Regions from separate parts of the Gasterosteus aculeatus genome. Here region 2 is linked to region 1. The links are chromatin contacts, called in public Hi-C maps. All regions are on one chromosome and are shown on one strand. The core of a region is the stretch at or near the end of the contact, and the rest is flanking DNA. Distances in the headings are between cores, read along the strand shown. Region 1 has its middle 30 kb from the start of gtf2e2. Region 2 holds the start of LOC120825236 (multiple PDZ domain protein).

What was found. Hi-C and Micro-C count contacts between places; a contact is called where the count stands out from the background.
Region 2: a Hi-C map of skeletal muscle shows a contact between it and region 1, with 2.5 times the contacts expected there. The contact joins the promoter of LOC120825236 here to the enhancer-like site in region 1. A contact is called at or near these places in 2 of 6 Hi-C or Micro-C datasets (skeletal muscle and tail fin).

What each region holds. Positions count from the first base shown.
Region 1 is chr9:397,772-404,085 of fGasAcu3.hap1.1, reverse strand. No RefSeq gene overlaps it. Among protein-coding and RNA genes, the nearest start is that of gtf2e2, 30 kb to the right of the region's middle. Within about 2 kb of position 3,790, at least 1 of the 9 cell types and tissues checked has open chromatin away from gene starts, as enhancers often do.
Region 2 is chr9:506,660-512,950 of fGasAcu3.hap1.1, reverse strand. It overlaps LOC120825236 (multiple PDZ domain protein), which reads right to left and starts at 2,756. Exons shown (of 43, transcript XM_078080629.1): 1 at 2,443-2,756; 2 at 1,656-1,751; 3 at 789-955. The coding sequence starts at 1,668. It overlaps adgrl3.1 (adhesion G protein-coupled receptor L3.1), which reads left to right and starts at 3,398. Exons shown (of 23, transcript XM_078080611.1): 1 at 3,398-3,946.

The DNA.
Region 1 (6,314 bases), core at 2,541-5,040:
AGTATTACTAATAATTAGCATTGGTAATTATTATCATCACCTCGCCTCAATTTTCCCTGACAGTGCTCGTTGGAGAGAAAAAAAACACTCAACAGGTACATGCAGCCTGAATAATTCACCCTAATTGGCAAAAAAGGAGAAGAAGAGTGACAAACGAGGGGAGAGGAAGAGTGGGAAAGACGACTGGCCATCCATCAGATTTTTTTTTAGGTCACGCACACCCCCATGCATGTTTAATTGGCTTTGGGATGGCATGGTGTTTCTGCTGCCTCTGCTGTGAGTCAGACTCACCATGCCTTTTTCTAGAGCGCGCCTCTTTCCACGGAGGCTCAGCCATGGCAAAGCTATTTTGAGAACACATTAGGAGCCCCGGAAAACACTGACATTTAGACGATCGCTGGGATGGGAGAGCGGCAGAGGGCTGGTCCCTGGTGTATATGACAGACAGACACGGGGTTATTGCCAGTGCGCCTTTTGTGGGGAGCCAGTAGAGTTGGCCAGACTTATGTGAAATTACTTTCTGAAATGGATTCATTTGCTTCTCTTAAAACGGAGCGAGCTTAACTGATCAAAATAACTGATTACATCGTCCCAAGTGTGCAAATCACACTTCATTCTAAGGAGACAATGGCCTGAGGTCAGGATGAAAAAACTCTTACAATTAAGAATATGTAGTGGTTGCACCAGAAGAAACCAGTGCACATGGAGAGATCGCGCAGCCCTCTGCAATATTTTTAATCGAGCAAAATATTGGCATATTTTTTGCAAACATGACCATGCAGTTTCTGTTTTGTCTTGTTTTACTTTTATTTCTACTAGAATGTCTCTGCCCCTACTGTGCCTTTTCCACCTTGATGCTCTTGATCTCTACCACCAGGAAAAGTAAATAATTGGTATGGTGTTAAACACCAATGCTACGTAATAGCATGCAGCACTAAACTGTATTAGGTATTCTAGCTGGTGACATTAACGTTAGGGCTGGTCTAAAGTTAAGTAACTTGAGTAATTATTTTCCAGCCCACGTGTTCTGTTGTAGTATATATATACTACGGCTGTCAAGATTATGGCAATCTATGCGATTAATGTCGCAGAGATTAATGCGATAAGATATTTTAACGCGGTTAACACAACTTTGGTCTAAGACCGGAAGTAAACAAAGTTGACCCCGGAAACGAATCCGCCGCTAGCTGCAGTAAGTTAGGAACAAGAGAGCAAGACAGTAGCTGGAGATGGAGAGAGCTTTAACCACAGGTTACCACGATTAATCGCGGCTAATGATTGGACACTGATTCTCCACTACCACACTTATCTTCTTCCATGCCTGCTGTTTGGGATTCAGATGAGGGTACGGATGGTTTACTGATATAGCTCCTGGTAGCAAAAGCATTAACAATGTTGGAAGCCCACTCGCTCTGAGATTAATTTATTTTCCTGCAGTAGACACATGCAGCGAAAAAAAGCGTGGCACCCAGCATGGCACCCAGCATGGCACCCAGCGTGTCACCGAGCATGGCACTCAGGGATGCTAAAGCACCGCTCACAATGCTAAACAGTCATTGAAAATAGTTTAGAGGCTGCTCACATGTTGCGTCTAAAACAAGAAGAACAATGCCAGCTATGATGCTTTCATCCATTCATCCAAGGTGATTAGGCAGTGAAGGCCCTGCCGTTACTAAGCAACCAAAACCTATGCGCTGCAATTACAAAGACAAAGTTAGCGGGGAAGTGAATGAATCCATCATGGTAGCTATATTTATTAAATATATAAGCTTAATTTGTCCATGACAATCTTCTGACCTTTAAACTATGGTTGTGAACTTTGACAGCAAGCGGGAGGTCATAAATTCCATGGGACTCATAGGAAAGCTCAGAGTAGTCCTGTCCTAAAATAATTAACTTCTCTTGAACTCAGTTGAACTAATGAATCCGTGTGGCTCTCGCTACATTAACACGTTTGTATTTCAGGGAACAACAAAAAAAACAAGGAAAAATGCTGCTTTCACAAGGCCCCTTCTCTAACCTGGGCCATAGCGTGTATGAAAGCTGCCAGTCTTACTGTCCTTTATTCCTCTCTGCTGGCATGACAAACTTATTACTTCGTACCATGGTGCACTTTTGTCGGTACGAGTCAACACGACTGAAATCAGAGGAGGCAAACAGATAAGAATGACCACGAGTGATGCGGCTCCGATGAAGCGAACGGAGGCAGAGGCTGATTCTTTTTGTTTGTTTGTTTTCTGCTCGGCCCATCCCCTCACAGCTGTCAGCTTGACTGTCTGGGGGTGGCAGTTTACCTCAGTATATTTGGATGCTCAGGCTGTTTGGATATGAATCACATTTTCTTCTCGCATTCCCCTTCAGGAGATTCTGGTTGCCAGTTGCTATGGCTACAGTAAATCAGAAAGACACCTTGTGAGACAGAGTTGACCGGTGAGACCGTATTTTCCTCCTCTCACGGGTGCCATTCCAGTTACCCCTTTACTTGGTCCACTCTTCAGCACCACATGAAAAGACATTGTATGAAGAGAGTATTGTGAAGATTCAAGCCCAAAGTTGAAAATGTCACAAGTTTTTCCTTTTAATTTATTGTTTCATATTTCTTTTATAGTTCCTAAGAGTTATATTGAATGCTTTTTCGATAAGTCTGAGTGTGCTGGCACACAGTATATATATATTTTTTTCAAAGAACACAGACCCACAGCTCTGAATCTCAAACTCCAGTCCGGAGATTTATGTGAGATATATTTAGCTCACATAAATCAGCGAATGCAGGAATACGGAGCATCCACAGAAAGGTCCTAAAAACAAAGTGTTTGCCTTTTTGGTATACTGCTGCTAAAGCATGTGTGGGTTGAATTTTGGGTGCATACAGGCTCATATCTCCATCATGTATGTACCTACATGGCTTGGATCATCGGTATTTGCATAGAATCGGTGGGTGGGCCGAGTTGGTACTGTTGAGTATTGACAATAACCATTAAGGGTTTTGTGTGAGAAGTGGCTGTGCAAATGTTGGGAGTTTACAGAAGAAATTGGTGAAGCATCATCAAACACTCAATTTGAGGTTATTTTCTGCGAGCATGATTACCTGCCATAATGGATGGGCCTGATTAAAAGACTGTTCATTTCAACAGCCCAAAGACTTAAACATTACACAGGCAAAAACAAAAAAGAAAGAAAAAAGATGTGTTGTGCGTTTTGATTGGCTGCTCGGTCCTGGGGTGAACAGCCTCCGTAGGAGCAAGATGCCCCGAGCCCTCCCTCAGTGAACAGGACAACACATTTGTCAGCTAACCGAAGCAGCTCATCTAAATTTAAAATGTAATTTAAGAACCATTTAAATGTATAGGGAGCAATGCACCTCGCAATATTAACAATTTACCAACACACTCTCAGCGTGAACGCCGGTCACCTGGGAAGATAAAGTGAGGCTGGGTTATGTTGTGTATGTCACTACATATTGTGTACGTCCCACACATTACATAGTTTTGATGAGCTGCGGCCCATATTAAAAATATATCATATTTTTCACTTGTTAAACATCCTCACGAGATCCGGCCCGACTCAAACCCTCAAAGACAGGAAGAGGATTAAGAATCCGGCTGTTTGCTGCAACATCCAAGGACTCGTCATTATGTATCTCCTGCCTCTTTTCAAATCACTGATGCAAGAAGTACGCACTCATATGACAGAGAGAGAGAGAAAAAAAGGGAGGGAGGGAGGGAGCGAGCCTATATGTGTGTTGTGTGGAGGAATGAAGATCCTTGTACTGTTATGTTCAAACAAAGGTTTCCACGGCAACCGCATGCACCATTAGTCCCCTTATCAAAACTAAGGGATGAAGCACCTCGATTACCCCTCATTCGGATGCACGCACACACACACATTCACAGACACGCAAAGTCTTACCCATCAGATTTACAATCGTATCTCAACCTTCGATTGAGGATTGCTTTGTACAAATGTTGCCGCTGTATGTCGAGGAACGGCATGAGGGGGGTTTGATCTCTTAGCTGTTTGACTGAGTAGAGACTCTCAAGGACAGGCGATGGGGGCTGTTTTATTGGAAAACAATGTTGCAAGGAGACATACGGCTTCTGTTGAGCTCCAGGAGCACCCATGAAAAGCATTTCCATCGCAAAGTTTCACCTGAAAAAATGGAGTCCAGCTTCAAACATCCTGTCGGGGTGGAGGAACCGACCCTGTAGTCTTTTCTTCATGTCAGTCTGGTTTTGTGAAGTGAGGACATTGGAATACTGACAGTCGGTCCCCAGAGAGGTTGGAAGGAGATATATATATATATATATATATAATTTAAAGGTTTCGTCTTTAAGTAAATACCTGTGGATTCAACATCAAGTAGAGCACCTGAGCACATCAATAGCTAGCGTTATCACTTCTATGCTAGCTGGTGAAAGTATACTGAATGAATACACGTGCTTCACATGCTAATCACTTTAGTAGTAAATGAGGGCCAACTAGTTTCATAGGAAAAGTGTTTTTCCTTCATTGAATCGCCCTGTGTCACAGTTCACTTTTGCACTGGTCTGTAGATTTAGCTTCTACCTCAAAAGAATTCATATTTATTTGCAGGGTTGAGTTCGTGGCAGTGGGAACTCCATCGTTGTCCTTACAGCTTGGCGGAGCAGCGGCTGAAGGTGGCGCTTCACCGAGGGTCTTACTGCTTACGGTGAGAATATTATTGAGAACATTCTGAAATGAAATGTTGTTTTGATTTGTGCATTGTAAATGTGAAATGACAGTTGTTGCAACTCAAATAGGGAATCATTGAATTATTGTCTTTTAATTAACTCTCAAATTTCTATTTTGCACAAATAAGTATTTATCTGTTTTATCTGTTTCTGTGGTGTGTGGAGTTAAATAAATATATATTTTTATAAGCCATGTCAAACAAAACATTTCCCAAACAAATGAGTTATCAAATGAGTTATTAATAATTGAGCATGAACCTGTGGTTTCTATTTAGCTCCACAAGTCAACCTTAAATTTCCGAGAAAAAAAAGAAGAAAGAAAACATTTAAACCCCAGAAAGGAAAAAGAAGCAGCAGGTGAAACTCAAGGGTCAACGTTTTTTTTCTTCGGGTCATACAAACCCACACCCGCACATCAGAGACACACCTACACACACAGGCACACACAGCCCTTCATCCATGCCTGCTGATCCAATCACATAGCGCCTGGCACAGGACGACAATCTGGGGATTGCACCGTCATGGGACAAATCCAACCCAAAGGATCCAAGCTCTCATCTGGACGGACAGCCGTCTCAGCTCATCAGGTCTGGGGCAGCAGACTGCTGGGCCGTGTACCAATACCCGGAATTCAGACTGCCGGGCTGAATACCAATATTGTCCTGTTGTATCCGTCTGAGTAGACTGGACTGAATGCCAATGAGAAAGGGAACAGGTGCTTCCACATCGATGTGACCGGTTTATGTCTTTAAAAGATGTCCAAATAGGAAGTAAAAATTCCCACAGTACAAAGTCATTAATGTTGTCAATGTCAGAGCTGCGTCACATGATCAGATGACCAGACACTCTCTGTGACTCTAATTGCTTTGTTCATGTAGCTATCTGACTTCTTAGGAGACTGTATCTATTCCACCAACATTGGATGGATTGCTATGATGCGTTGCACCGACATTCATGTAAGGAAGGAACTAACTTAGTGTGCCATAAGGGAAGCCTCTTAAATGTAGTGAGACTTCAGGTTAAATTCACCGACAGTTTCAGTTACACCGGCCGTTGTCATATATATAGTAATGAACTGTAGGGAGGCATCAAAATGCACATTTGTAGACTCTGTCTGCAACTACAAAACACACACACACACACCTACAAACATGTCTCACCATGGAATCTACCGACTGATTGATGGCTTACAGATCTGCTGCGCTAAGCTTCAAATATTTATCATGCAGTCTCGGGGTCTCTCATCTTCTGCCACATGTTCATCGACCCAGTGCCCCTGCTGTCATTTCCGTGTGCGTGAGGGCTGCGGGGTGGGTGCGTTACCCATGTTGTGTCTGTTCACATTGGTCGCTTTGTGGGGAAACGCTTTCCTTTATGGGGACAAAACACCACAAGGTAAACCTTTGTCATGCTGTTCCTATGGATATTAAGGCAGACGGCCAAGTTGCCGCCCTGCTGTATGTCTAAAATCATTTTTGTTTTTGCTTCATGTAGCAGTTTACCATCAATAAGTGATTGGTTTTGAGACAGGACATCAACTAATGAGTTCATCAGCAAGAAGGATGAGAACCTAATAGTGTCCGGTGGGATTTGATTTTATAG
Region 2 (6,291 bases), core at 1,507-4,006, 110 kb before region 1:
GCCAGTCGACACCTGGATCCAATTTATTTGAACAAATCCGACAGCATCCAATCGATTTGCTGTAAGCAGAGGCAGTAAGAAAAACAAATGCTTCCAAAGATCCTTTTGTTTGTATACCAAACAATGGTCAACAAAGGACTTTACTCAGGACCTGATTTGGGACCTGAATCAGAACTTGACTGTATCATATTTCCTGTCTTGACCCTGAGCTTGACTGTCTTGATTTAGGATTTGACCTGGAAGATTCCTTGTCTTTACTCCAGAACTTGCATATCTTGACTCTGGACTTGACTGACTCAAGACTACAATATTTGTCTCTGAATTATAGTGGAGTAGAAGTATAACCTGCAGAAAATAGGAATATTCCGGTTGAGTACAAGTACAGAGATATCGTACATAAGTTACCTGTGTGAGAAAATGTACTTATTTACGAATAACTACTGGTTGACAAGGTCTACTACCTTGAGGAAGTCCCACTGTACACACATATATATATATATATATATATATATATATATATATGTATATATATGTGTGTACATATATATATATATATGTACGCACATATAGGCTGAGAAATGCCGGCTCCTCAGTATGATCTACAGACACTCTCCTTGCCTTCTTCTCTCTGCCCCTCTTCTTTCCGTCGGGGCTTTAGTGGTAAGCTTAGGTAAGCTGATTATTCACCCAGTTTGGTTTGCGCATTCAGTATTTTGGGAACGATTCCGACTGCTTCCCCACCATCCTATATAAACCAAAACACCCACGCAGTCGTGCTCGCTCTGTACCTTCACCGGGGGCTTCCGCTGAGCTTGCTGTAAGCTGAGTATATTATGGAACAGGGGGCTCTGCAGGACCGTCTTCAGCAGGGAGAGTTTCTCCTGGGTGGGGGCCTCTCCTCGCTCCTTCAGTTTGGCTTGCAGTCTCTCCACGGCCTCCAAGGCCAGCTGGGCATCTGCACGGAAAGAGCGTATCGTTTTGAGCCACTCTGAAGCAGGATTTCTCCACATGTTGTAGCTGCTGCTGCTGTGGGACCCCGGCACAGACCTGGACCTTTGATAATAAGCTGTGAAATGCCAGGCCTTAATTGAAGCGACGAGGAAATACATTCTAAGTCTTTCAACGTGACTTTGCTAAGAAGCCGGTCATTAGAATATGACGGGAGGACGGGTGGATTTCTCTGTCAGCACAGTGTTACGTATTGGAACAAGCCCGCCAGAGGGCCATTCCTTTTCAAGACCAAACTGTCAAACGTCACACTCCTCTCTTCTCAAATCTCACCTGGTCACCTGCAACGGGGCTGACCAATAACTTCAAATTCTGCAACAATAAGGAGAGCAAAGGCAAACAGCTGAGGTGTTGCGTCAGGTCGCATCACCCTTGTTTATTCGGTCGGGGCCGCAGCTAAAGAGCACAAGCCACACTCAAAGTAATTGTACCTGGCAGAAGGTTAAGACCCTGTAAACTCTTCCCCGGCAAAGTTTTGACTACCGACCAGACTGCGAGTTGTGTGCCACCTGTGCGTGTGACCCCCCTGTCTGGCTACAGTAAACCCACGCCTGACACCTTGAATCGTAAGCCCTTTGATGACGGTCATGGCAGGGGGCTGGAGGGTGGGGGGTCGGGGGGCGAGGAGGAGGGGGGGATGCACTTACCCATCATTTCCATCGGGGGCCCTCTGCGTATTGTTGTGCAGGGGGGGTTGAATCGTGTCTTTGTGACTTTTTCTGTATCTGTTACATTCTTGTCTCCTACATCAACAACACACACACACACACGCACACACACACACACACACACACACACGCACACAGAAAATGCATTTGTCATTATTACAATTAAAGCAGGAAAAGGAAGTAACGCCTCATGTGCACAGGAATAGTTTGTGTGTCTACATGTGTTTCATTTCACCTCTACGTCCTCTCGACCGAGGCCTGTTTGTTTGCTTGTCAACTAATACTCTTTAGCCGGATTTAAATCTTCTCCAAGAGGGTTTATCAGTCAGTAACGGTAATTAACAGCGACACACACAAGGGCCTCCCATTCATTCCTTGACGGGGGAGGGAATAGCCTGTATAGCATCAAAGCATGATATCATTGACATGATTTGATTTGCAGGGGAAAATGACAACGTCTCATCTGCAATCCAATTAGGGGGGATGGGGGGCAATGATAGGCAGCATTTACATGCCCTTCACAGCGGAACATTTAATCTATATATCTAAATACTTGTTGATGTTAAAGCGATGCGGTCAGGATGATAAAAAAAGAAATCAGTACAAATGAATGGCTTACAGTGTTTACGTGGCCCCTTCAGGCACTAATTTGATATCTAAATCAACGCGGCGATGAGCTCATTTCTTTATAAATGACCGCAGCGCGTTCGAGGCTATCACCGTGACGAACAGACGGACACTTCGGCCGAATCAAGCCTCCTCTCACCTCCATTGCTGCGCCGGTGGGCTCTACATCAACAGGTCCCCCCCACCCCCACATCCACCCGCCCTCCGCGCGCAGCTCCAAGGGGCGCAGCGCGTCCTGCGCCTCCTCCGCCGGTCCGCAGGGAGAAAATGCACCTGCGGAAAGTAGCTTGGAGGACGCTCCCCGGACGGGACAGGTCACAGATGCTTGATTGGACGACGGCGAGACATCGAGAAGCGCGTTGTGCGTTTTTTTTGTTTTTTCTCGTGCGTGTCCTGAGGCTGGAGAGCGCGTTCCGCGCAGTGCGCATGTCACCCTTGTGATCTTCAGGCAACAAGAGGCTCATCCCGACTGCCGCTTTAATCCCGTCAAATGCGTTTCAGTGGGACGCAGCTTGTTGGCGGAGGCCTCGACTGAGCCAAGTGGGATTTGTTCACTCCGTTTTCTTTGTGTATTTCAGACTTCTGTAAATAAACACGAATGAAGGACAGGCCCTGCCCCACGATGATACCTATATCATATAGCTATATATCACAGTTAATTATGATAAGAATAAAGTTAATATATGCCAACTTTCCAAAGAATTAAACCAATCTATAAAAAACATCTAATCACGTTTCCTTTCCTGCTAATTTGTTATTTTCTTGCCTTTTTTTAAACCTTAAATTAAGACTTGCAGAGTAATTTATTGGGTCTAACTTGGTCCCAAATTGACCTTTGTTCCTCTGTATTTGGTAGAGGATGCGACCAGTTACACCTTACTTTTGGGTTGGGCTCCTTGAGCCAAGGCCATTTCCAGAATGTCCAACAACATCCTAAAACGTCCCCACCACGAACATTCTGGGAACCCCTGTTCGCTTTCACACGGCAGGTGGAGCCCTCGCTCCAGCGATTTAAGGGGCATAATCCAGCTCCGTGTTTTCCACCACACACCCCCATTTCATGCGCCCCCTCCCTCCCTCCTCCTCCCTCCCCCCCTCCCTCCCTCCTCCTCCTCCTCCTCCTCGGCTCCCCGCCCGACTGCAACGCAACGCTCCTTTCGCCGGGCTGCGCTCTATCAACCGAGCATCCACCGCGCCTCCAAATTGGTTTGTCATTTCTGACCCCTCTCTCTCTCTGTGTCTCTCTCTCTCTGTGTCTCTCTCTCTGTGTTCTCTCCCTCACTGTGTGTGCGCGTGTGTGTGTATGCGTGCGTGCATGCACGCGTGCGTGCGTGTTGACCACGGTCCTCTGCTCTGCTGCGCGCTGCGCCTGTGGACTTCAGCAGAAGTCAGTAAGAACATAAAGGCGGCCGCGGAAGATAAAGAGAGAGAAAGGGGAGGGAGGGAGGGAGGGAGGAGGGGACACAGACAGACAGAGAGAGAAAGAGAGACGCCTCTATCCTCCGCCAGCACTCCACTGGATTTAGTGCATTTGGACGGACGCGATCTCCCGGTACCTGCAGCCGTGCGCGCGCGGATCGGGATACGGAGCACGCGGCCGTGGGTTTATTACACCCGCAGCTTCACCTCCATCCTTTCTGTCGGTAAGATTTGCCTGCGGTTGTTGTTGTTTTTTATTTTTACATACATTTTTTATTTTATTGCGGCAACATTTAACCACAGCAGCGGGATCCGATCGGTGACGTTATTTAATCGACTGGGGAAATATATTTACATCCGGGATCCGGGGGACTGTATGAAAACGGGGGTTTATTCCCGACTCCTCCGAACGCTGGATGTGTATGCGCCTATACCGCTGATGCCACGGTAAGGACCCACTCTCTATTCCTGCACATATTCTCTTTTTAGGGGGGTTAAATTCCAAGTGTGGCTCCCGAACGCCATCACACCTCCGCGGTCCTCGCATCTGATCTGGGAATGTGGCCTTGCGCTTAAGGGGTGCGGAAAGTGGCCCTTACAGGACCAGGATGTGGTGGTGGTTGTGGGGGGGTGTGGGGGGGTAGTTTGCTGGATTCGCACACATGATGCTCGGGCGACTTGTTGGTTCCGATGAGGTGACGGGGCTCGTGACACCGATTACCCTCCCGAATAATCGATGCGATCATATTGAACACACGGTTGTCATTCTGTGGCCGCGTGCGTCTGCGACCCAAAGAGTGTGGGGGGGTAGATTGCAAGGGGGGCAGATAGAAAGCATTTCACCTGCCTCTGCCGTTTGGGGTAAAAACAGTGTATCGGAATGCGGTTAGCCCATTCCGTGCCGCGCCGGGCCGCAGTCCAGAGACAATAAAAGAGCCAGTGTCCTCCGTGCGCATACGGACAAGAAGCAACGGATCTGTTTTAACAGAGAAGGCGTCCGGGGTAGCGGGGGGGGGGGGGGGGGGGGGGGGGGGCAGATGACCTTGATGTGCAACTGAGATTTGCTGAAGGTTGCCCAGCTCTTCGATCTTGACCTGAAACTGAGAGGAGCACCTTCCCTCAGACCCCCCCCTCCCCCCTCTCCCCCGCTCCCCTCTCCCTCATTCTTGCTAAATTCCCACAAGCAAACGCTGATCTCATCGTGCGTGCACGCTGATGATGAATGACATGATTTATCTTGCAGCGGGCTGCACATAAATGCACAAATCTTGCAATTGAAGCCGCCCTCAGTGGCTCACCGCTGTGGCTGCTTGGGTGGTTTTTCCAAAGCAGAGAATATATTTTGTGCAAACGGCCCGTTCAGTGTCACGCGCAGGGCGGTTTGTAGGCGCCGTCGGCTGGACAGCACGTGTGCTCATCCTTCAGGGCTGCAGGTGAGAGAAGCGGTTCCCCTGTGCAGGTGATGGGAGGGGGGGGGGGGGGGGTTGAGGGGCTTATCTGTCAGAGAGAATTTGACATGGATTTGCTTCGCTGCCATTTCCGTGGCTTTCGCTCTAAGCGCCAACCTGTCTCCAAAGAGATTATTGTGTTTGTGTGCGAGATGGATATCACCAAATCATCTGCTCAGCAGGCCATCTGCTTGTGTCTTAAGCGATGTTCTTTCTTTCAAACGGCGGAGAAAGAAGAAAGGAAAAAGAAAAAGAAGAAATGATATGTTTTGCTGAGAAGGTGCCTTTTTGTTTCGTGACCTCCGCGGTGTTTTTGTTTTGCCGTCCGATCTCCAGACCTCTTCCCTTGTGGATGTTCTAACGGCCGGGGGGGGGGGATGCCTCTCAGCATGGAAGTCACAGCTCAGACTCGCCGCTGTTAAACGTTGAGTGAAGATGCGACGCAGACGGTTTAAAAAATAAGGAAAAGTCCCTAAGAGCTGTGAGACGTGCAATTCTGCTTACAGCAGGCGTGTGTCACCAGGTCACAGATTCCTTTCCCTTGTGATGATGCTGGAGGAACACGAAAGCCCCTTGTGAGAAATGGAAGGTGGAGGTGGAGTGGGCCGAGGGATAGTTCTGCTAATTTGAGATTGTTTCGCTTCATTGGCCGAGCTGGTCTGACGTTCTTTGTTTGGAGCTGTTGATGCGTCGCAGTATTCGGTGTGGGTTTAGACGGCGTCGTGAGCCTGCAGTGGACGCAGCGTGTGATTTGAATATGGGATCACAGATTAAACATACAAACCTCCAGATAAGGAAAACATCACGCACACACTTGTGTATTAGACAAGGACTCTGATAACGCCTCTGACGACTACAGCGCTCCTGGTTATATGCCTCCAACTTCCACGCCGTGTGCAGTTAATTCAGTTTGAGTGGGCCGTACGGAACCCGAGGGCCCGTTTTGCCACTCTGACAAGCCGTGTTTCATCACGACTTTGCAGTTCCAGTCGTCTGTTGTTCGTTGGGTTCATTTAAGCTCCGCGAGGTAAAAGGTCTGAGTGTCAGAGAACGTGAAGGCGGTGTTTATTGCACTCAGACAGCTGAGGCATTCCTTCACAAATGCATTTGTCAATCTCGTG